Linked DNA regions of Sus scrofa: all the other regions are linked to region 2. Evidence: chromatin contacts called from public Hi-C and HiChIP or PLAC-seq data. All regions are on one chromosome and are shown on one strand. The core of a region is the stretch at or near the end of the contact, and the rest is flanking DNA. Distances in the headings are between cores, read along the strand shown. Region 1 holds the start of PPP6R3 (serine/threonine-protein phosphatase 6 regulatory subunit 3). Region 2 holds the start of TPCN2 (two pore calcium channel protein 2). Region 3 holds the start of CCND1 (G1/S-specific cyclin-D1). Region 4 holds the start of ORAOV1 (oral cancer-overexpressed protein 1).

What was found. A called contact is a pair of places that touch in the nucleus more often than the background predicts. HiChIP or PLAC-seq counts read pairs in DNA pulled down with a chosen protein or histone mark.
Region 1: a contact with region 2 is called in a Hi-C map of epiblast stem cells, with 2.8 times the contacts expected there. The contact joins the promoter of PPP6R3 here to the promoter of TPCN2 in region 2. A contact is called at or near these places in 4 of 47 Hi-C or Micro-C datasets (epiblast stem cells, heart right ventricle, liver and 1 more).
Region 3: a Hi-C map of liver shows a contact between it and region 2, with 5 times the contacts expected there. The contact joins the promoter of CCND1 here to the promoter of TPCN2 in region 2. A contact is called at or near these places in 2 of 47 Hi-C or Micro-C datasets (embryonic fibroblasts and liver) and 1 of 2 datasets of contacts at active chromatin or transcription factors (alveolar macrophages).
Region 4: an H3K27ac HiChIP or PLAC-seq map of alveolar macrophages shows a contact between it and region 2. The contact joins the promoter of ORAOV1 here to the promoter of TPCN2 in region 2. A contact is called at or near these places in 1 of 5 promoter capture datasets (liver) and 1 of 2 datasets of contacts at active chromatin or transcription factors (alveolar macrophages).

What each region holds. Positions count from the first base shown.
Region 1 is chr2:4,519,727-4,525,141 of Sscrofa11.1, reverse strand. It overlaps PPP6R3 (serine/threonine-protein phosphatase 6 regulatory subunit 3), which reads left to right and starts at 1,721. Exons shown (of 26, transcript XM_021082696.1): 1 at 1,721-1,852. TRNAA-AGC (a tRNA gene) reads right to left here and starts at 1,237; the gene lies at 1,165-1,237.
Region 2 is chr2:4,103,605-4,108,619 of Sscrofa11.1, reverse strand. It overlaps TPCN2 (two pore calcium channel protein 2), which reads left to right and starts at 3,578. Exons shown (of 26, transcript XM_021082688.1): 1 at 3,578-3,741. The coding sequence starts at 3,630.
Region 3 is chr2:3,631,419-3,636,116 of Sscrofa11.1, reverse strand. CCND1 (G1/S-specific cyclin-D1) reads left to right here and starts at 2,737. Exons shown (of 5, transcript XM_021082686.1): 1 at 2,737-3,181. The coding sequence starts at 2,984.
Region 4 is chr2:3,605,700-3,610,703 of Sscrofa11.1, reverse strand. ORAOV1 (oral cancer-overexpressed protein 1) reads right to left here and starts at 3,099. Exons shown (of 5, transcript XM_021082685.1): 1 at 2,923-3,099; 2 at 1,512-1,617; 3 at 411-481. The coding sequence starts at 2,972.

The DNA.
Region 1 (5,415 bases), core at 472-2,971, 420 kb before region 2:
TGGCCATCCGCTACCCCCAGTGGCCAAGCTCTGTCACATGTCTCAGGCCTGGGAGGTCCTCTGGGGAAGCCCCACAGGGAGCCTGTCTCCCCTCCCTATTTTTAGTCTTTTTAGGGCCTCACCTACAGCATGTGGAAGTTTCCAGACAAGGGGCTGCCAGTGTATGCCACAGCCACAGCCACACCAGATCCTTAACCCACTGAGTGAGGCCAGGAATAGAACCAGTGTCATGCATCCTAGTCGGATTCTTAGGCCCCTGAGCTACAACAGGAACTCCCTGCCTCCCCTCCTTGGGCCTGAGAGGCCATCTCTGCCCAAGCCAGTGTCACGGGAGAGACCTGCTGGCAGGCAGACCTCCCTGCCCCGAGCCCTCATTCTGACTCTCCCCTGAGCACCGGTGCTGGTGATTTCCCCCTAGGCAGGGTGGCACTGGTCTCAAGGCCCGGAGACCCGGTCACTTCGGACACTTCCTCTCCCGCCCCGTGTCTCTCTCAGAACAACCCAACCTGTTCCAAGGCCCCACCTTGGGGTCTCAGGTCTCCGGGAGTTAGCGCAGAGCTCTGCTCTCGCTGTCCTGAGGGTCGGATTGCCTCCGGCTCAGGAAGACCCCACCACTCTGTGACTGGAGGAGTCTGACGTCAGAGCCGGGACCCTCTGCTCCCCACGCACCCCCGCAGGCTGGGCATAGACTAAGTGCACACTAGGGCTGCCCACGAGCACTAGTGCCCCTAGCACTCTCTCCCCCGCAGCGGGCCCCGCAAGCCTCCCCCCACCGCATGCAGTTGATTTACACGTGACCATACACGGCGTTTTGCCGGCTTTTAGGAAGGAGGCCGCATCTCCAAGCGTCGGCTCTCTCTGGGGTGGCTCTCTTTAGGAGCAGGGGGCGGGGGGAGATGGCTGAGTGGGCTGTCTCGGGGAGGGCGGGGAGTGGCAGGGCGCCAGAGGAGAATTTTGGGAGAAGCTCGCGTGTCAATCCTTCCGCAAGGCAAAACGAGGACTCCTATCTTCCCGCAATCTGGTCCCTCGCGGAGGCTGGGGAGTCGGCGTAAGCTGTATGGGACTCCCCACCTTCACTCTGATAGACTCCCAGTGCGGGCACCCAGGGAAAGGAGCGTGACTTTGACCAGGAAAGTCCCACACCCCCCTTCTAAAAGTCTACAGTGGAGAATGCGGGCATCGATCCCGCTACCTCTCACATGCTAAGCGAGCGCTCTACCACTTGAGCTAATTCCCCAACCCTGGCTAATTTCCGCCGCCGAAACACATTGTGGCTCACGTCATCACCGGTTTCCTTCAGGCCCTCGGGCCCGCCTGCCCGCCCTCCGGTCTTGGTACCCCATTGGTTCCCTTGCAGTTCCCATCTCTATGGCCATGATTGGTTTGGCTCATTTTAGTTTTAAAAAGCATTGGCTATCGGATTGGTGGTCCGAAGCGTCGGTCAAGCGGAGGCCCTGCTGTTGCTACGGCGTAGGGGGACCCAGCCAGGTTTCTCTCGGTTTCTGATTTGTTTCTCCAGACTCCCGGGTCCTAGAGGTTCCGGAACCGTCAAGTCCATGGGAAAAGGATGAGCCCCTCTCGCTTGACTGACGAGGTCTGCCAGCCAATCGGCGTGCGTGCAACGGGGCCGCAGGGTGATCCAATAGGTTACAGGGGGCGGGAGAGGGAGGCCAATGAGCGCGGGACTGGGGGCGGGGCCAGGGCCATGATTGGCCGTGAGGCGGCCGGAGGGAGGGCGGGGGGAACTCAAGGCCTGCTTGATACGTCCGCCATTTTGGGCGCTTCGCTGATGGTGTCGGTGAGCGCGTTTCCCGCCTGAGCGCAACTAGCGGCGAGTCGCGGGCACCTCCAGGTAATGAGGGGGAGGGGGCGGCGGAGCGGGCCGTCGCGCGGGGTGCGCGGCGCGCGGGCGGCGGGGCGGCCCCTCCGCCCGGCCTCGGCGGCGCGGGGAGGGAGCGTCCCGGCCCCCTCCCCTCCCCCCCGGAATTCGCCGCTCCGCGGCCGGGGAGGCGCGGCGCCCCGGCTCCGGGGCCGTCCCCGCCCGCGCCTGTCAGCCGCCCGGCTCGCCCGCTGCGGGCCGCGGGGGCCGCGCCGGGCCGGGCGCCGAGGCGGGACGAGGGCCCGGCGGCGAACTTTGCGCCCGCGCGGACGTCCGCGGCCTGGCGCGGCGGCGACCGGGCGCGCCCCTAGCCCGGCGGGGCCCGCTCCGCCCCGGCCGGCGGCCCCGAGCGCCGCCCGCCGGCCCCGGAGAACTTCGCTGGGCGCGGGCCCCGGAGCGTGTCAAGTTAAGGCGGCCGCTCGCCGGAGCCTCGCGAAGGCCATTGTTGGACTCCGCTCTCCGGGAAACAAGTTCTGTGGGTTTCTGCTCCTTCGCCGCAGAGTCATCGGAATACGCAGAGCCGGGCCCGGAGTATTTAAATCTCCTTCCGAGCGATTTTTTTTCCACTCCGGTGCTGCGACTCCAGCGTAGACCTGGTCGCGAAGGTCTCCCTGGCGAATATGAGCTTGCGGGGGGCTGGGGGGTGGTCCTTCTTTCGGCAGCAAGAACCTCCCTCTTAAAGAAGCTCTCTCGCCGTTAACTTGGAGGGGTTTCCTCCTCCGTCCCGCCTGCTCTCGGCACAACTTGGACCCTTGGTTGTGCGTAGACCGAGCGAGTCCTTGGAGGTCCCTGTGTGTCCTGACGTCTCAGCCTCAGAGCTTCGTGCAGTGCTCTCGATTCTTACTTTCTCCGTGGGTCGGGTCGAGCTTTGTTTATATTTTGCTTTTATGGGAGGGGCACTTTCGTCCTCGCCGCACTTGTTAACGAGGCTCTTGTCGTATTTTGTGAACGGGAGGCTTACTTGGGTTTTGTCCTCAAGGTCAAGTTGCAGGTAGGCAGCCAGTGGGAAAGCGAGTCCAGGTTTCCAGCCGCTGGAGTCTCCTAAGTGGTGCTGGTGCCTGCGCTCTCTTTGCTCTCGAGTTAGACTGCCTGGTTTCACATCTTGGCTTCATCACTTTCTTCACTGCTGCTTCTGTAACTGTGTCTGCCTCCTGAGTTTGCCAGGAGTAAATGAGTTAATACGTGTAAAGCAGCTACAAATGGTGCCTGGCACGAAGAATCAGCTTAGAAATTAATGGCTATTATTAGGTTTGATGTTTTAAATATTTATATACCATTAGGAAGGTAAATGAGTGTTTTCAGTCCTGGCTTTGGGCGAGTGTCTTTAGAAAGGTCTGTGTATTTAGAGTCATTTGGGCTGAGACAGTGACCTGGAAGTGTATTGTAATTTTTTTCAGGGGAGGAGTGGTTGAAGATTCGTTAAGTTGCAAACGTTTCCTGGAGTAATGAGCCCTGGTGCTTCAGAATGGTTAGTTTCAGAGATGGTTAAATAGGGAAAAGCTCCCCAGGAGCTCCAGTTGGATTCTCTTCCTGCTGTACTTTTGGATACTACTTCTGAAGTGTGATTGGCCCCCAAATCAATAGCTCCCGAGCTTCTCAGGGTACTCTTGGTTCTTACCGAGGCTCGGGAGGTTCCTGTGTGTTGAACTTCACTGTGTATGTGCTTCAGTGACGATAGTTTGGGCAATAACTGTTTTCCCGGAGGGGTGCTTTGGAAGCTGTTTTATATCTCAGTATATCTGATCAGGGAGTCTAGAATAGCTAACAAAATGCCATCCACTAAGTCACACATGTACTCCCAGGCTTTTAATTCCTGCCCTGTGCTCTTCTCTCTGGTGCTGGAACCACGCTCGCCTCCCCCCGTGTTCCTTGCCTGGGACCGGGCTGCTTTGCTGCACAGGCAGTGTCACTCGGGTGGACTCAGTCTTAAGTGGAGAGGGGCGTCTTGCGGGTGTAACTCACTGAAGATCAGGAGGGAGACTGCTTTAGACAAGAAACCGAGCTTTGCATAAAGTATAGCAAAACAAAAACTTTCTGGTTTCAATTAACGACTTGGGAATTTGAGAATCAGACCATAACAGGGCAGAAAATGAACAGTGATGAAATGAAGACTCAACAAAGGTGAGGTTTGCTTCTTAAAGATAAATTTTTGCATTGATTTGGTACAAAGATAATGCGCTTGTTACAGAGAAGACCTCTTTCTTCTTAAAACAGTATTTGTCAGGATTAGTGTTTAGTTTGCTTCTGTGATAACCTTGGATCTTGTGGTTTTATATTTTAGATACTGAGAGGCAGCCTGAGTATATATTGGTCTACACTTTTACAACTTTTTATTACTCTAAGGAAGAATGATACTGACAGTGAAGTTCTAATCATCCGCTCAAGTAAAACTCAGCGTTGAGTTTATTTCATAAAAGCACCAGGGGCTGTGGTTGATCCTCCTCAGCAGTCAAGATCTGAGCCTGATGTGGGCTGAGTTAGTTACCTTTTCTTAGGTGAGATGGACAGAAAAAATAGATCTGGCCTTGGCTTCGAAGCAGCTGTCTTATTTCTTTCCTTTTTTTAAGAGAACCTCGAAAGGTTTTTTGTTTGTTTTGTCTTTTTAGGGCAGTACCGCTGCATATGGAAGTTCTGAGGCTGGGGGTTGAATCAGAGCTGCAGCTGCTGACCTACGCCACAGCGACAGCAACGCGGGATCCTTAATCCTCTGAGCCAGGCCAGGCCAGGCATCGAACCTGTGTCCTCATGGATACTGGTCGGGTTCCTTACCACTGCACCACAATGGGAACTCCAAGAGGTTGGTTTTTTATTTACTCTAGATCAGTGGTTCTCAACCAGGGGGTGATTTTGCCCCGAAGAAACATTTGGCAATGTCTGGAGACATTTCTGTGTGTCAGCCTGTGGGGCTGGGCAATGTACTGTTGGCTTCTAGAGGCTAGAGACCAGGGGTGTTGCTAAACATCCCATGACACACAAGGCGGCTCCCCTCTGCCCCCAGCAAGACAGTCACCCAGCCCCAAGTATCAGTACTGCTGAGGCTGAGGAACCCCGCTCTAGACGGATGCCAGACTGCTCTGCACCAGAATCGTTTGGGGTACTTTCTAAGACTGTGGGTGATGGACCCACCTCAAGAAATTTGTGGTGAGAATGAGAAAATGTTTTTATTTGTTTTTTATTAGGGACGCACCTGTGGCATACGGATGCTCCCAGGCCAGGGGTCGAATTGGAGCTACAGCTGCCAGCCTACACCACAGCCACAGCCACTCCAGATCCGAGCCTTGTCTTTGATGTAAACCACAGCTCACAGCAATGCTGGATCCTTAACCCACTGATGGAGGCCAGGGATTGAACCCGAGTCCTCATGGATATTAGTTGGGTTCGTTACTGCTAAGCCGCAACCGGAACTCCAGAAAATATGTTTTTTCTTTAAGGCTGCACCTGCGGCATATGGGAGTTCCCAAGCGAGGGGTCGAATTGGAGCTGTAACTGCTGCCTTACACCACACCTGCGACCTACACCGGAGCCCACCCCAGCGC
Region 2 (5,015 bases), core at 2,329-4,828:
GGGGGCTACACACAAGATCATCCAACTTACCACCGCCTTCCTCCCAGGCTCCCTGCCTCTCCCTGGACCTCCCTGCATCCCAGCCTACCTACTCCCAGCATCCTCATCACAGGAGGCGTGGCCCGTGGCTTCTTTGCTGTAGCCCAGTGTCCAGTGGGTGGAGGGGACCAAGGATCTGGGAACCCTGGTTCTAGGGCAGCTTCCGACGGTGGCAGAGTCACCTCCTTTCTCTGCGCTGAAGAGGAGGGACAGTAGGGGTCAGGGGAGGAAGAGGAAGGAGAGAGGAAGATGGGGGCAGAGGTGTCAGATGCTGTCACTGCCACACCCTGGGTTTCCTGCAGGCCTGATTTCCAGTCTGGGGCACCAGAAAGACCCATGGACAGAGCTGGTAGGAGGCCTGGTGACCTCATCTGACCTCAGTCACAGACAAGGGGAGACCTTGGTAGAATCCTTCTTACCTCTGGCCCATCCCTAAAATCCGGGCTCTACAGACCCGCAAGGCATTCTGGGGGGTGTGGCTAGAGCCCACTGAGCCTGCATCCCTTCCTCCAAAGGCTGGGAAGTGCTGTCACAGTGTCCTCTGTCCCTGTTCCGTCTGTCTCCTCCACCGAGCCAGACGGTGGAGTGCTCTGAAGGCTAAGTGGCCCCCTCTCACTAAGCACCTCCCTCCGCCCAGCACCTGACAGGTGTCACCTTGCGGGAACCCTGCCAACAGCCCGAGAGGCGGGCGTAATTCTCTCCCCCGTTTAGGGATAGGGAAGCAGCTTAGAGGGGGTGTGGAGAGACCAGCCTAGGAGCAGAGGCCACAGAGCCAGAATGCTCGATAAATAATTGCTGGGCGGGGCTGGCTGGGGGCACTTCCTGGTCAATGTCGCAGGGCAGCTGGACCTGGAGGAGGCAGGTTAGGTCGCCGCCAGGTGGGCCAGGTCGCCTGGAAATTCCTGAGGGCCTGTGTGACCCCTGCACGCCTCACAGGGCGAGGTCTTGGGTTTGCTAGGATCCCACTTCACAGAAGAGGAAGGGGCTGTGAAGTGCCTGAGGTCACATCATGGCTGGGCTGGTGGGTCTCTCTGATTTCTCTCCCTGGTCAGCACTGCTCCTGGGTCCTGTCCCCTTCAGCCAGGGCCCCCAGGCCCAGGAGACCCATGCCTGGGATGACCAGGCTGTGCCGGTTACCCATGGCTACCCAGATGGCACCAGCTCTTCCTCTCCCCCAGGGGACCCGTAAGTGCCAGGCTGACTTACTGAAAGCTAGGACTGGACACCCAGGGGCCATCTGTCTGCACCCCAGGGACGGTTTGGGCCTACTAGGAATAACACACTGGCATCTGAAAAAACTTATTTCTGTCTGCCCTTTCTGGACAGCCCCTTCTTTGAGCCCCACCTGCCTCCAAACCAGCCTCGACCCATGAAGTCCTTGTAAACGCTTACACAGCACTGCGTTCCCGCCTGGGCCTCCTGAGTTTGTATAAACATCAAAGGAATTCTTTAATTACAGTAAAGACAAGTCCTCGGGGGATGGGCCTGTTTGGCAAAGAGCTGTGTGCATCTATTGTTTCCTTTTTCAGAATAAAAATATCTTCCCTTTTTTCAGGTTTTCAAATGTATGCCGATTGTGTAAAAAAGGAACAGGGAGTTCCCGTTGTGGCTCAGTAGTAACGAACCCAACCACCATCCATGAGGATGAGGGTTCGGTCCCTGGCCTCGCTCAGCGGACTAAGGATCCAGAGGCAGCTTGGATCCCATGTTGCTGTGGCTGTGGCACAGGTTGGCAGCTACAGCTCCAATTTGACCCCTAGCCTGGAAACGTCCATATGCCAAGGGTGCGGCCCTAAACAGAAAAACAGCAACAACAAACAAACCAAAGCCATGAATACAGCCTGTGATTTCTCTCCACCCTCCTGGGATACAGAGCTGTTATCATCTCTTAAATCCTGACCAACTGATGGGCTCAAGGATTTCGCTGTTATTTTAATTTGCACGTCTGTCTTCTAAGGAGTCATGGCTTTGCTTCAAACATTAGTTGTTGATATTTCTTTGTTGGTAAACTTCTGGTTCTTGTCCTTAGCTCCTTTCCCACCTTTGGGGAATTTTATCTTTTCCTTGCTGACTTTTTTTTTTTTTTTTTTAATGGCCTTCCCTGCAGCACGTGGAAGGTCCTGCACCTACGCCACAGCCACGGCAAGGCTGGACTGGAGCCTCATCTGCGACATACACCCCCGTTTTCATCAATGCAGGATCCTTAACCCACCGGGCAAGGCCAGGGATCAAACCTGCATCCTCATGAGACCATGGCGAGTTCTTAACCTGCTGAGCCACAACAGGAACTCCTCCTATTTAATTTTTAATTCTGTGGGGGCACAATTTTAGGTCCCATGACCCCCCCCTCCCCATCATGCCTGTGGTTATGGTTGGTTAGATGTCAAAAGAGATTACGTAGATGTAATTAAGGTTACTAATCAGCTGATCTTAAAATAAGGAGATGATCCTGGATTATTTGATGTGTCTAGTGTAATCACATGAGCCCTTAAAAAAGCAAAGAGATGCTGCAGAGGGGGAAGCACTGTTGCTGCATCTTGGAGCATCTTATTCAAAGTATGGGAAGGATTCAGTGTGCTCTTGTGGGCTCTGATGATGGAGGGGGCCCAAGCAGAAGAATGCAGTGGCTTCCAGGAGCTGACAGTGACCCCCAGCCAATACCGAGTGAGAAGTGGACACCTCAGTCCTAGCCCCTGTGGCGGTGGATTTTGCCAACCACCTGGATGAGCCTGGCTCAAACCTTGACTTTGGCTCTGAGTACAATCTTTTTTTTTTTAGTTGCGCCCATGGCATGCAGATATGCCAGGGCCAGGGATCGAACCCACGCCACAGCAGTGACTTACCTGCGCCACAGCAGTGACAATGATGGATCCTTAATCTGCTGAGCCACCAAAGAACTCCCTCTTGAGTTTGGCCTTGAGATGAGAGCCCAGCCAAGCTGCTGGACTTCTGACCTCCAGGATTTAGAGATAATAAGTGGGAGTTGTTTTAAGCTAAGTTTGTGGTAATGTGTCACCACAGCAACAGAAAAAAGCGCTTTATGTATTAACACCGGAAACGCTTTTTGCATATAGTGTAAATATTTTCTTTAAGTGCATCATTTGTCTTTTTGAAGTTTTCCCTCAATCATATTTAATCTTACAACTTTCAATATCAACTTCCATTTGGGGGATGACCTTTGGGGTCACCCCCCACATGCTCAAAACTCACGTGCCAAACACAGATTCCAGCGCCTTGCTCCAGAGCTTCTGAGAAGGCCCAAGAATGTGCTTTTCTAACCAGTGCCCACGTGGTGCTGACGCAGCTGCCCTACCACCCGCTGAGAAAGCATTTCCCCAGCCCTAGGAGGGTCCTTCGACCTCTCCCGAGGGAAGGAAGCTGAGCCCCACCCACCATGGGGCGTGGTCGGATAAGTCCCGCCTCCAAGAGAGAGATCTCTGTCATCATTGGCTAGTACTGAAGGGGCGGCCCTTACATCACAGTGCTGTCCCCGCCTCCTCCCGAACTCAGGGGCGGGGACACTGCGCCTGCGCCGTGGAGTCCGACTTCTGAGTCTTGCGACTCTGTGACCCCGAGGCGGCGGTGACCCTATGGCGGAGCCCCAGGAGGAATCGGAGCCGCTTCTGAGCCGGGCCCGCGGCGGCAGCGGCCGCTACTGCACGCCGGGTGTAGCCGCCTGCGGCAGCGTCCAAGTCGGCCCCGGTGAGCCGCGGCCAGGGGAAGGGCCGGGCAGCGCGGAGGTGGCGCGTGGGGGTCCCGCCCGCCCTCTCCGCGTCACTGCTGTCGCTTCGGGCATGCCCCCGGCCGGGGTCCGAGCGAGCCAGGGCGGTGCCGGGCGCAAGGGAGCCGCCTTCCCGATGACGGGGCGGCTTCGCCCTGCAGACCCCTGATGCGGGGCGTTGTTCCCTGCCCCCGGCCGGCCGGGCCGAGAGGCCTTCCTGAGCCCGGGGGCAGGCAGGTCCCTGCGGCCCTCCTCACCCCGCTGTGGCCCTGGGCGGACCCTTGCTCCTGCTTTCCGTCGATTTGCTTGGTGACTCCAAGGAGGCAGCACTTCCGTTTTCCCCAGTTCTTATGGGAGAAACTGAGGCACAGAGAGGGGCGTTCGCCTACCCAAGGTCACACAGCCAGGAAGTGACCGAAGTGAGATTCGAACCCACTTGGGGGTGAACTGTGAGCTTGGGTATGCCTCCCCGGGACAGGACAGCTTCCTCCCACCGTCTTCTGCAACTCTCTCCTGCCCTTCCTGTTTATCCGTGAGAGATTGCTGAATCCTGGGAGGGTGGGGAGGGTGTGCTGGCCAGACACCCAGGGCTTGGGTGCTGAGTTAGGGAAGGAGGGGCCTCAGCCTCGTTTTACAGAGGGGGAAACTGTGGCCCAGAGAGTCTCCAGGACCTGTCCAGTATCACAGCCCTGAGATCTGTCACAGCGGCTGCAGGCACCCACTCTGGGCCATCCTGGGGCCACTTCCTGTGTTGGGGACATGTCTGTAGTATGCGCCCATTCATGGGATATTGGGGCAGCTCCCTGACAGGAGGTGGAAAATAAATCCACCTTCCCATCTCAGAGGCTCTCCCTTTGTCCATCCAGCCCATGCAGACCTCCCAGGGCCCTGGACAAGGGACATGGGACTTGGTGGCATTCTGGGGGGACGCAGACTTTGTGTCTGGACGTCTGGCCTCCTTTCTGGTGCTGCCGGCTGTGTGACCTTGGCAGGGTGCCTAATCTTTCTGAGTCTCAGTAAGAGGGCCGTGGTCATGGGGGCTGCTCTAGGGGTGGGGGTGTTGTGAGGATTCAGAATCCAGGTGCCTGGCTGGGTGGCATCACTGGTGCATGTCGGTGCCAATGGCTGTTCCGGGCGGAGGGCCATGATCACTGCTGGTCCCAGCCCTGGCAGAGCACACACCAGGCAGGAGAGCCATGTGGCAGGGAGAGGAGCCAGGGCAGGCAGTGTGGCTGGGGAGGGGGACTCTGGGGAG
Region 3 (4,698 bases), core at 1,488-3,987, 470 kb after region 2:
TCCTCTCGGGAGAGGGCGGGCGCCGGGGGTCGACGCCTGTGGAAGGTCTTCGCTCGGCCCTACACTCCCTCCCTCCCTAGAGCCCCCGGCCCGGCGGCGCGCAGCCGCGGTGCGTCCCGGGGTCGGCGCCGCTGCGCGCGGGTTCCTGAATGAACGCGCTCCCTTCCCCCGCCTTGAATGAAGGTTCCCACAGCCAGGGACGGTGGCAAACGCGCCTGCAGCGGAATTCGCCCTCTTGGGGCCGGCGTTCCTCCCCGGCCGCAGTCGCCTCGGTGGGGGGGCCAGAGGGCGAGGAAAGCGGGAAAATGCTTTATTTTGGATTTTCGTCCCAACCAACGTGGTTTCCTTTCTGATTGGGCCACTGGCCCTTTGTTCCAAAGGGTCTCCAAGAAATAGCGCGGAGCACTTTAAATGAGCCCCAAACTCGCAGTTCCTGCTTCGTGGTGGGTTTTTTAAAGGCAGTGCAAAATTATACGTTAAACAGCAAAGTTTTCTAAAGTTGCTTTTCTCTTTGAAAAAAAAGAAACTTAAATCAAAACGCCTCCCTCGTTCTCCTAGAAGCAGCCGCTCTCAAGGGCCGAGACTGTTGCCCTCCCCTCGCCGCCTCCCGGGGTCTCCGGGGAACCAGATCTGGGCTCCCCAGGGTGGGGGCTGGGCCGCTAGCGCTCCCCGCGGGGCCCCAAATTCCAGCGCTTCTCCCGCGAGTTCCTGGACGGCTCTTCACGCTCGTCCACCGGGCTTGCACTTTTGCGCCTGTCCCTGAGCGGGGAACTCAACTAAGTTCCTTGTCGAGATCTGCCCGGTCCGCCTAGTAACAGCGCCGCGCCCCCATTGGCTCATGCTAATTCCAGTTTCCTCTGTCTTTCTCCCGAGTTAGGGGGAAGCTCCCTCCTGGACCCGGAGCCCGTTTTGCCTGAGTGGGCGATCCTCTTTGTGACCCGCTGCCCCTCATCGTTGCCAGTCCGCCTCGGGCCAGGTCCAGGCGCACGCGGGGCTCGGGCCCCTCGCCCCCCGGGACAGAAGCAGCCGGGTGGTAGCTCGCAGCCCCATAAATCATCCCGGCAGCCGCCCGGTCGGGATTTTATGAATGAAAAAGCAGCCCGGCCGCCCTCGTGCGCGGGCTGAGGCTTCAAGGCTCTAGCGCCCCGGGGGCCAACTTGAGCCTGGGGGCCAGGGGGCGGCGGGGGCGGGGACAGGGCGGTGGGTGCTCCCTGGTCCCGCCACCCAGCGATCCCGAGGTGTGAGCCGGGGGTAATTAGCTGCCTGGACCTGGAATATTAGTAAACCCTAATTCTCGGCGGGGAGGGGGCGCGGGAAGAACCCTCCCTTGAAGGGGGGTTGGTATTGCGTGCGCCCTTGCGAAGGGGAGGGGGCTTTTTAATAAGTTTTCTTTGAGCCTTTAACCTTAGGGTGTATGGTGGTTTGATGACACCAAACTATACTGAGGGGAGTAAATGAACATTTTTCTTAATGGGGGTCAGGTAGTGTAAAAACTAAAAAAAATAAAAAGTGAAGTATGCGTAAAATGTTCTTTCAATTTAAAAATAAGCACCGAAGAAGAGCCTGAATCTTTAACTTTAAAAAACGTCATATATTCTTTGATATGTCTTAAAAGTTTGGAATAATATTGGGGACTCTTGTATAACCACGAAGATACATAGGTTTTGTTTAAAATCATCAGATCAATACAGCCATTTCTGTAACCTGTAATTGTTCTGCTCTTTGCCAGCCCCTGCCATCCCCGTCAGGCTCACGAATGCAGCCCCAGGGCAAATTCTAAAGGTGAAGAGAGGTCCACACCCCCAACAAAACCAATTAGGAAGCTTCCGGTGGTCTCGTCCCAGGCGGAGAGGGGACTAGTAGTTCCAGGGATTTAACTTCATTTTTAATTTTTAAAAATGAGGCAGGACAGAGACCAGTATTTTGCAGCCTTCCTTTCAGGGTGTTTTTCTAGCTGTTAAATTGCCAGGACAGGGCAAGGATGGGGGGATTGGGGAACCCCCGCAAGAAAGGACTGGCCAAGGTGGGAAGACAGCCTGCAGATCCCCCAGGCGCGGAGGACAGGATGAAGGAAACGCTGGCCACCATCTTGGGCTGCTGCTGGAATTTTCGGGCATTTATTTTATTTTATTTTTGAGCGAGCGCATGCTAGGCTGAAATATGCTTAACCATTAGGGTTCCTCCCTCGGGCATTGCAACGACCCCCCTGTGTGCCGGAATGAAGCCTCCACAAGGGTTGCCGGCTCTGCGTCCCTGAATGTTAAATGGTTCCTGAAATTTACACGTGTTGATGAAAATGAAAGAAGACACAGAAGCTAAGATTCCTAGGCTGCCTCTCCGCCCGTGGGTGCCCTCGTGGCGTTTTCGGAAATGCACCCATTCTCCTGGCTCGGGTAGAGGGTGTCACCGAACCCCAGAGTCCCCCTTCCATGCGGTCTTGCCCGGCTGCGTGTGGCCTGCCCGCCCTCCTAGTCGTCCCCCTCTGCAGAGCCACCTATACACAACCCCCCAAATCCTAAGGGGCCCACTCGGGGTGGACAGGACCCCCCTGCACCCCTCTTCCCCGCGGGGCGATTTGCGTTTCTATGAAAACCAAGTTTCGGGGGCAACTCCGCTTAGGGCAGGCGCGGCGCCTCCGGGATGGCTTTTGGGCTCTGCCCCTCGCCGCTCCCCGGCGCTCGGCGCCCGCGCCCCCTCCCCCTGAGCCCGCCCCCCCTCCCTCCCGCTCCCATTCTCTGCCCGGCTTTGATCTCTGCTTAACAACAGTAACGTCACACGGACTACAGGGGAGTTCTGTTGGAAGTTGCAAAGTCCTAGAGCCTCCAGAGGGCTGTCGGCGCAGTAGCAGCGAGCAGCAGCGTCCGCGCGCTCCGGCGAGGGGCAGAAGAGCTCGAGGGAGCACGGGGGCAGCAGGAGCTAAAGCCGAACGCGGACCCAGCCCGGGACCCACCGCCGCCCCAAGCCGCCTAGCAGAGCCCCAGCCATGGCACACCAGCTCCTGTGCTGCGAGATGGAGACCATCCGCCGGGCGTACCCCGATGCCAACCTCCTCAACGATCGGGTGCTGCGGGCCATGCTCAAGGCGGAGGAGACCTGCTCGCCCTCCGTGTCCTACTTCAAGTGCGTGCAGAAGGAAATCCTGCCTTCCATGCGGAAGATCGTGGCCACCTGGATGCTGGAGGTGCGGGGCTTCGGGCGGCTCTCTTAGCACTTTTCTGCGACTTGTTGCGCAAACCCACATTTCTTTGCCACTCATCTCCCTCCCTTCTCTCTCACCCCAACTTTGAAGTTTGCTGGAGTGTTGCTAGGAATCGTAATTCCAAAATATATAGATATTGTGGGTATTTTTTGAACGAGGAAGAAGTGGGGGTGGGGTCATTAGAAATTCCCTTCGTGGGGGGGGGGGTCGAAGACGTGTACCTTCGGGCAAAGCCACTGTCAAGGGCACCCCAGTTGGCTTCAGGGTGTGGGCCCGCAGGCTGGGCGCCCTTTGTAGCCCCCGCCTGGACCGCCACCGCGCAGCCCCCGCCTGCGCCCGAGCCCCGCTGCGCCTCCTCTCCCCGCCGCGCGGCCGCTGAATCTCCAGCTCCAGGGGGAGGGGGCATAGATTTGATTTTTAAATTAATATCCATGGACACGTATGCAAGGGCCACTCGTGCCAGTATTATGCGCCATCTTTGTTCTTTTATTGCAAAGCAAAAGTGTTTATTAATAATTGGGGGCAGGGTGGGGGCGGGGAGCGACCGGCGAGGCGCTTGGGGCCGCCGCGAGGGGCCGCGCGGCCACCGGGAACCGGCGGGAGGGGCGCGGGGACAGAACTCGGGCAGTTGTGCGGGGACCCCACTCGGGAAAGAGGGCCCCTTTGTTAAAGCAGCGAGTCCCGGGGCGCCCCGCAAGGCCAGCTTGGGCCGGAGAGCACGCCGGGCTGCAAGGTCGTGTGGCCCCCAAGACGCTGGGGGCTGACTCTCATCTGCAGGGGTCTCAACTTGGGGGACCTGTGTGGAGGGAGCCGGGGGCCCGGGGCACGTTTTCAGGCCTTCAGTGGGCTCCTACGGGCACCGCAAGTATTTTAAAATAATTTCTGAAAGTGCGGCGTGGTGCCCTTGCGAGAGGGAAACGGCGCCCGCGCCCAGGGGGAGGGGGGCTCCGAGTTCGAATTCCTGGGGCTCTCCCCTGAGCCTGCAGCGAGCTCTCGACCCCCGGCCCGGGTAAAGGACCGCCCGAGGGTCATTTTCAGGGGTTTTTTATGTACCCAGTTATTTTTTTTATATTTTTAAATATTTTTTGAAAAGATGACGTCTGGGGAAATGCGGCTCGGCGGCCTGGGACGCCACCTTTGTGTCTCGCAGGCGCTGCGAGCGCGGCGCCCAGCCCCACGGCCCGCCCCACGGCCCTGCACCCCATTTGGTGCCCACCCCAAGCTTGGAGGGTCCCGAGGCACCCACGCGGGCCGGGGTCTCGGGGACCCGCAGCCCGCGAGCGGCACACGCCGCCCAGCAGTGCCCGCTCCCGCTCCACTGTGCCAGCCTCCCGGGGACTTTCCCTTTCAGTTTCGTGGTGGGTGGGCATTAGGGACTCTCGGGGGAGGGGGCGCGTCGGCAGAAGCTCCTGCCGCCCCCTGCCCCGACCCTCCGCACGCTCGGGTACCCGAAGCCAACCCTGGCGGGAGCGGGGCGGGGGACGCCAAGTCTCCGCAGA
Region 4 (5,004 bases), core at 1,850-4,349, 500 kb after region 2:
CCCGGTGACAAGGGAGCCACCACTTCTGAGCCCTGCTCATACCCAGACTGCTGTACTCTGTGTATTAGAAAGGCAGGAGAAAGAGGAACGAGAAGATAGAATTTCCACACTGTTTGATCGGCGGTATTGAAAGGCCACGTGGCGCTCGAAGGCTTCCCGGACAAGGCAGGGGAGGTGAGAGGACTCTTGAGAAGCAACGACAACAGACGTTCATCCAACAGCAAGAACACACGTGGCACTTTCAACCCCCTCTTCTTGCAACCCTCCCAACAACGTTCACGGTCGGCCTGATCAGTTTCACCATTTTACAGATGAGGAGACCGAGGCGGCAACTGCTCAAGGTCACGGTCAGCCGTGGAAGCAGGACTCCTGGTCCCGATACCAAAGAAGAAAGATGTCTCGAGCTTTACCTGTCCTTCTCGGTGGCACAACTGTGCAGGAGACACCTCCAAGCAAAAGCAAAACCCTGGTAGCACCCGATCTGTGAGGTTACAAAACATGGAAGGGGAAATCAATACTGGCAGCTGCCCTTGATTCCATCACCAAGCTCTCAAAACAAATGGCGGGGGCAGTTCTGGAAGCACCTGTTGGGCACCGGGCCATGGAAGTCAGAGGGTCAAGTCATCCCTCCAAGGTGGTCCCACCGCACCCACCTCCCTGGGACACATAACCTCAGGGTCCCCGCCGACCCCATCAGGGTGGCCTGGGTCAGCAGGAGAACAGAGAGGAAGAGGCAGCACGTGACTCTGAAACGGGGCATTAACAACATCCCCTCTGCCTTGCTGGCTTGGGTCACGGGGACACGCAAGCAGCCCTCCGGAGAGGTTCACGTGGGAAGCGAGCCATCGAGAAGGGGCTCTTTCGGCCCCAGTCAAGCCTTCAAGTGACTGCAGGCCTGGCTGACGCTCAGCTCCAACATCAAGGGACCCTGAGCAGCAAGCTCCCAGCTCGGCTGCTCCCGGACAACAGAGTCTCCGCATCTGTGCGAGACAACAGACGCGGGCTGCCTCAAGCCCCCGTGTCTGGGGATGCCTCGTTCGGCAGCAAGGGACAGCTGGCACGGCCGTGGCGGCCGAAGACCCTGCCGTTTAGGGCCGGATACCCGTCAGTGGGGGCCGATCCAGGACCAAGGGCAGAGGAAAAGAAAAGCTATGCGTCTTATGGAACTGCACTGCAAGTCCAAATGGATGCTGTCACGTGACGCAGGGCACGCGCGCTCTGGGTGAGGGTTCAGCTGTGGCTCAAGACACAGGGCGGCACCGAGACACTCGATGTCACCTGGGGAGGCGGGGGACTGGTCTTCTCATTCTCCAGCCCACGCGGCTTCATCATCTCCACACAGCGACGTGCTGTGCGGGTTCCGTCCTGAGACTATTTCTCCATCGAAACTCCATCTAGTCTGCTGCCATCTTAAGAGGCCTAAACTTGTGGCTCAGTCACACTGCTCATCAAGGTAAACTGGAAACAAAAAGAAAAGGATTCCTTTCTAAGTGGGGGGCGTCCACACTCACCTCTGATCCGATTTTCGCTCCGTGGAACGTGCCATGCTGTCTTCCTTCGATTAGACCCAAGCCACTCCCTTCTTCGTAGCCTTCCTGATAGCCTTCCCCGTGAAACCTGCCCCAGAGAAGGAGCAAAAGTGTGAGCAAATAATCAAAAGAGCACTTTTCCCAGAAAAACGTTTCTCTTCCACCACAACCCAAGACCCAGCAAGACCCGACTCAGAACAGCAGAAAGAGAAGAGAATTCACTCAGGTTCCAAGCCCTGCTCCCTCCCTCCCTCCGTCTTTCCTCTGGCAAATCGCTGAACCTCCCGAAGCCCAGTTCACCTCTTCTATAAGGGGGGCTAAGCCAGAGAGCCCCAAATCTGGCATAACACCAGAGACACACAGGAAAATTCCAAAGATACAAATCCAGGAGCCTCCCCAGTCAGGGCAAGTCTGGAGTCAGGCCCAGGAAATCTACTTTTTGACATTTCTCAGCTGATGAGCCAGCAGCCAGGTCGCCAGCCTCCAGTTCTGTGAGTGGGTGAGCTAGAGTGCTGGGTCAAGGGCTTCAAAGCACTCTGCCACCTATCACAGGGCCTTCTGCCGCATCTCTGGAGACTGGCTGGGAGAAACGCCATCGGATCACCACGAGACGTACCATGACTGTGGGGCCTGTGGTATAATAAAGGCTGTGGCTTTGAGGGCTCAGCAGGGGAACGGACACCAGCAGAACATGCAGCCACCCCAGGGAAAGGAGCTTGTTGGAGTCCCCAGGGAGGAGCGTGTACAGCTCTCCCTTGCCGTTGTGTGGCTCTGGGAGTTGACCTTGCCTCCTGCCCTGAAAGACAGGATGACGGATAAGATCTACTTTACAAGCAGAATTAAAATAGATAAAGGGGTTCAATACTCTGCTCCCTGTCCCATTCACAGCAAGCTCCAGGGAAACGTCAGCGGACGACTGTCTGATGTTCCCTCTCTCTCCCAACTGACATCTACGGATGTCTCTGGCGGGCCGGGCGCTGGAAGACTGCACAAAGCAACCCCCGGCTCCCCCCGGCACGGCCCAAGGGGGAAAGGACGACGCCTGACACATTTATCAGCTTGTCTGTGAATGCTGCCGTATGTCCGACCCCTGAGCAACAAGCGAAAAGGGGCAGCGCCCAGATGGCAAAGCCCGTCCCACCCGCGGCCCCGGCGTCCCTGGAGGGAGGCACTCATTAGGCCGAGCAGATGCGTGGGGCAGCCCCGGGCCGGGGGAGGCGGGTCTGGAGGAGCAGCTGGGCGCTCCCCCGAAAAGCCGATGCGTAAAGGAAAATCAAGGGCACCTCGGGCTCCCGCTCCAGCCGCCTTCAGGACCACTTTGCGCTCCCCCAAGGCCCGAGCGGCCGCGAGCGGCCCGCCAAGCGCGGGAATCCCAGCCAGCCCCGCCACTCACCTCTCATCTGCCATCACGATGGCGTCGAACATGTCCTGAGTCCCGGCCATGGCGGCAGCCGGCCCGCCCTGCCCGTCGGCCCCGCCGCCCTGCGCTACGGCGCAGACCCGGGAAGCTCGGACTCGAGGCCCGGCTGCTGGCAGAGCGAAGCCCACTTCCGGGAACGCCGCGCGGGGCAGGCCGGGTAAGGACGGCGCGCGGGAGGGCTCAACACGCGCCGGCGCGGGGCCAGAGCGCGTGCGCGGCGGCGGCGGCGCAGGGCGGAGCTGAGTCGGGGTGCGGCCCCGCCCCGGGCCCCTTGGCACTGCTCCCAGCTCTCGCTGGGGGCTGCTCTGTCCCCGCCCGGAGCAGCTACCTGCCCGCGGGGACAAGACTCGTGATCTCATTGTAACAAAACCAAGTAGATGCAACCAAACTGCCAAAAACGGCTCGGAATGAACCAGGGAAGAAACGGGAAAAGTTATCAAAGAACCAGCGCCTCCCCAGGTTCCAACAAGGATGCTGTGCCCTTGGGTTTGTGGGGGAGAAGTTCCAGGAAGGGCAGTTCCCGGGATGCAGGCAGCACCCAGGGACGGGGGCCCGGTGCCCCCGCGCTCGCCGACCCCGACCCACAGCCCGGGGCCACCTTCCGGGACGCCGTCAGACTCCCGCCTAAAATGCCACCAAATCCACGTCCGCAGTAATCCAGGGACTGCGGGACCTTCGTCCAAGAAGCGCAGGGCTGACTCGACCCCCGGAGATCTGAAACAGCCGCTGTTGGCAGGGAAACAGCCTGGTGGCCTCGCTGGGAAGGGCATTAGTAAATATTGGCATCCGTTCTTGAAACTTTATAGAGTCTTTTGAAAAAATAAAAGTTTGTGTCTTGATTCTTGAGATTAGTTGTTGTTAAAGCAAAAGCATAATGATTCATAATTCATGAAGAGTCAGAACAGACTCAACGGAAGGGTTTGAGCGACCGGTGCGCTTGCTCAAGCAGCAAGCATACCCCCTTCTCATCCTTTCCATGACAAGATACTTTCTGAACGCGGTTTTTATTTTATTTTATTTTTTTGTCTTTTTGCCATTTCTTGGGCCGCTTCCGTGGCATATGAAGGTTCCCAGGCTAGGGGTCCATTCGGAGCTGTAGCCACCAGCCTACGCTACAGCCACAGCAACTCGGGGATCCCAGCGGCGTCTGCAACCTACACCACAGCTCACGGCAAGGCCGGATCCCTAACCCACTGAGCAAGGCCAGGGATCGAACCTGCAACCTCATGGTTCCTAGTCGGATTCTAACCACTGAGCCACGACGGGAACTCCCCTGAACACGGTTTTTAAAAGGTACTTCAAACTATCAATGACAGTGGAGCATAGATAGGAAATACCAAATGCATTCTGATTAAAATCAGAAGTAAAACAGGATGGCCTTCTTTTTATTTTCTTTTTCTCTTTTTAGGGCTGTTCCCACGGCATATGGAGGTTCCCAGGCTAAGGGTCAAATCAGAGCTGTAGCTGCCAGCCTTCGCCACAAGCCACAGCAACACCAGATCTGAGCCACGTCTGCGACCTACACCACAGCTCACGTCAATGCCAGATCCTTAAGTGAGGCCAGGGATCGAACCTGCATCCTCATGGATACTAGTCAGATTCGTTTTCTGCTGAGCCACGATGGGAACTTCCAGGATGGCTTTTATCACCTGCCATTGAACACATCAAGGAGGCCTAATACAATAAAATTAAGCAAGAAGTCTTATTATCAAAAAAAAAAAAAAAAAAAAGACAAGAAAGTACCGTTAAGCAAATCCCTTGCTTTATGTTATTGTAACAATAACTGGTAGTCACCTGAACAGAGATGACTGGGGACATCCATTTTGCCATGGTCACAATAAATTTATTCAAAATAACAAGATTTGAGCAGAACCTATATGAAGAAAACTATATCCGCCGCTCCGGTTGGGCAGAAACACAAAAGCAGTTTCTACATGATCTGGGGAAATGTGTCAAAATTCTAAATTTCATCTGGATGAATAAACCGATAAGAATAAGGTTTTTTTTTTAAGTGAAAGGGATTTTTTTAGAGAGATCCACATTCCATAGACTGAA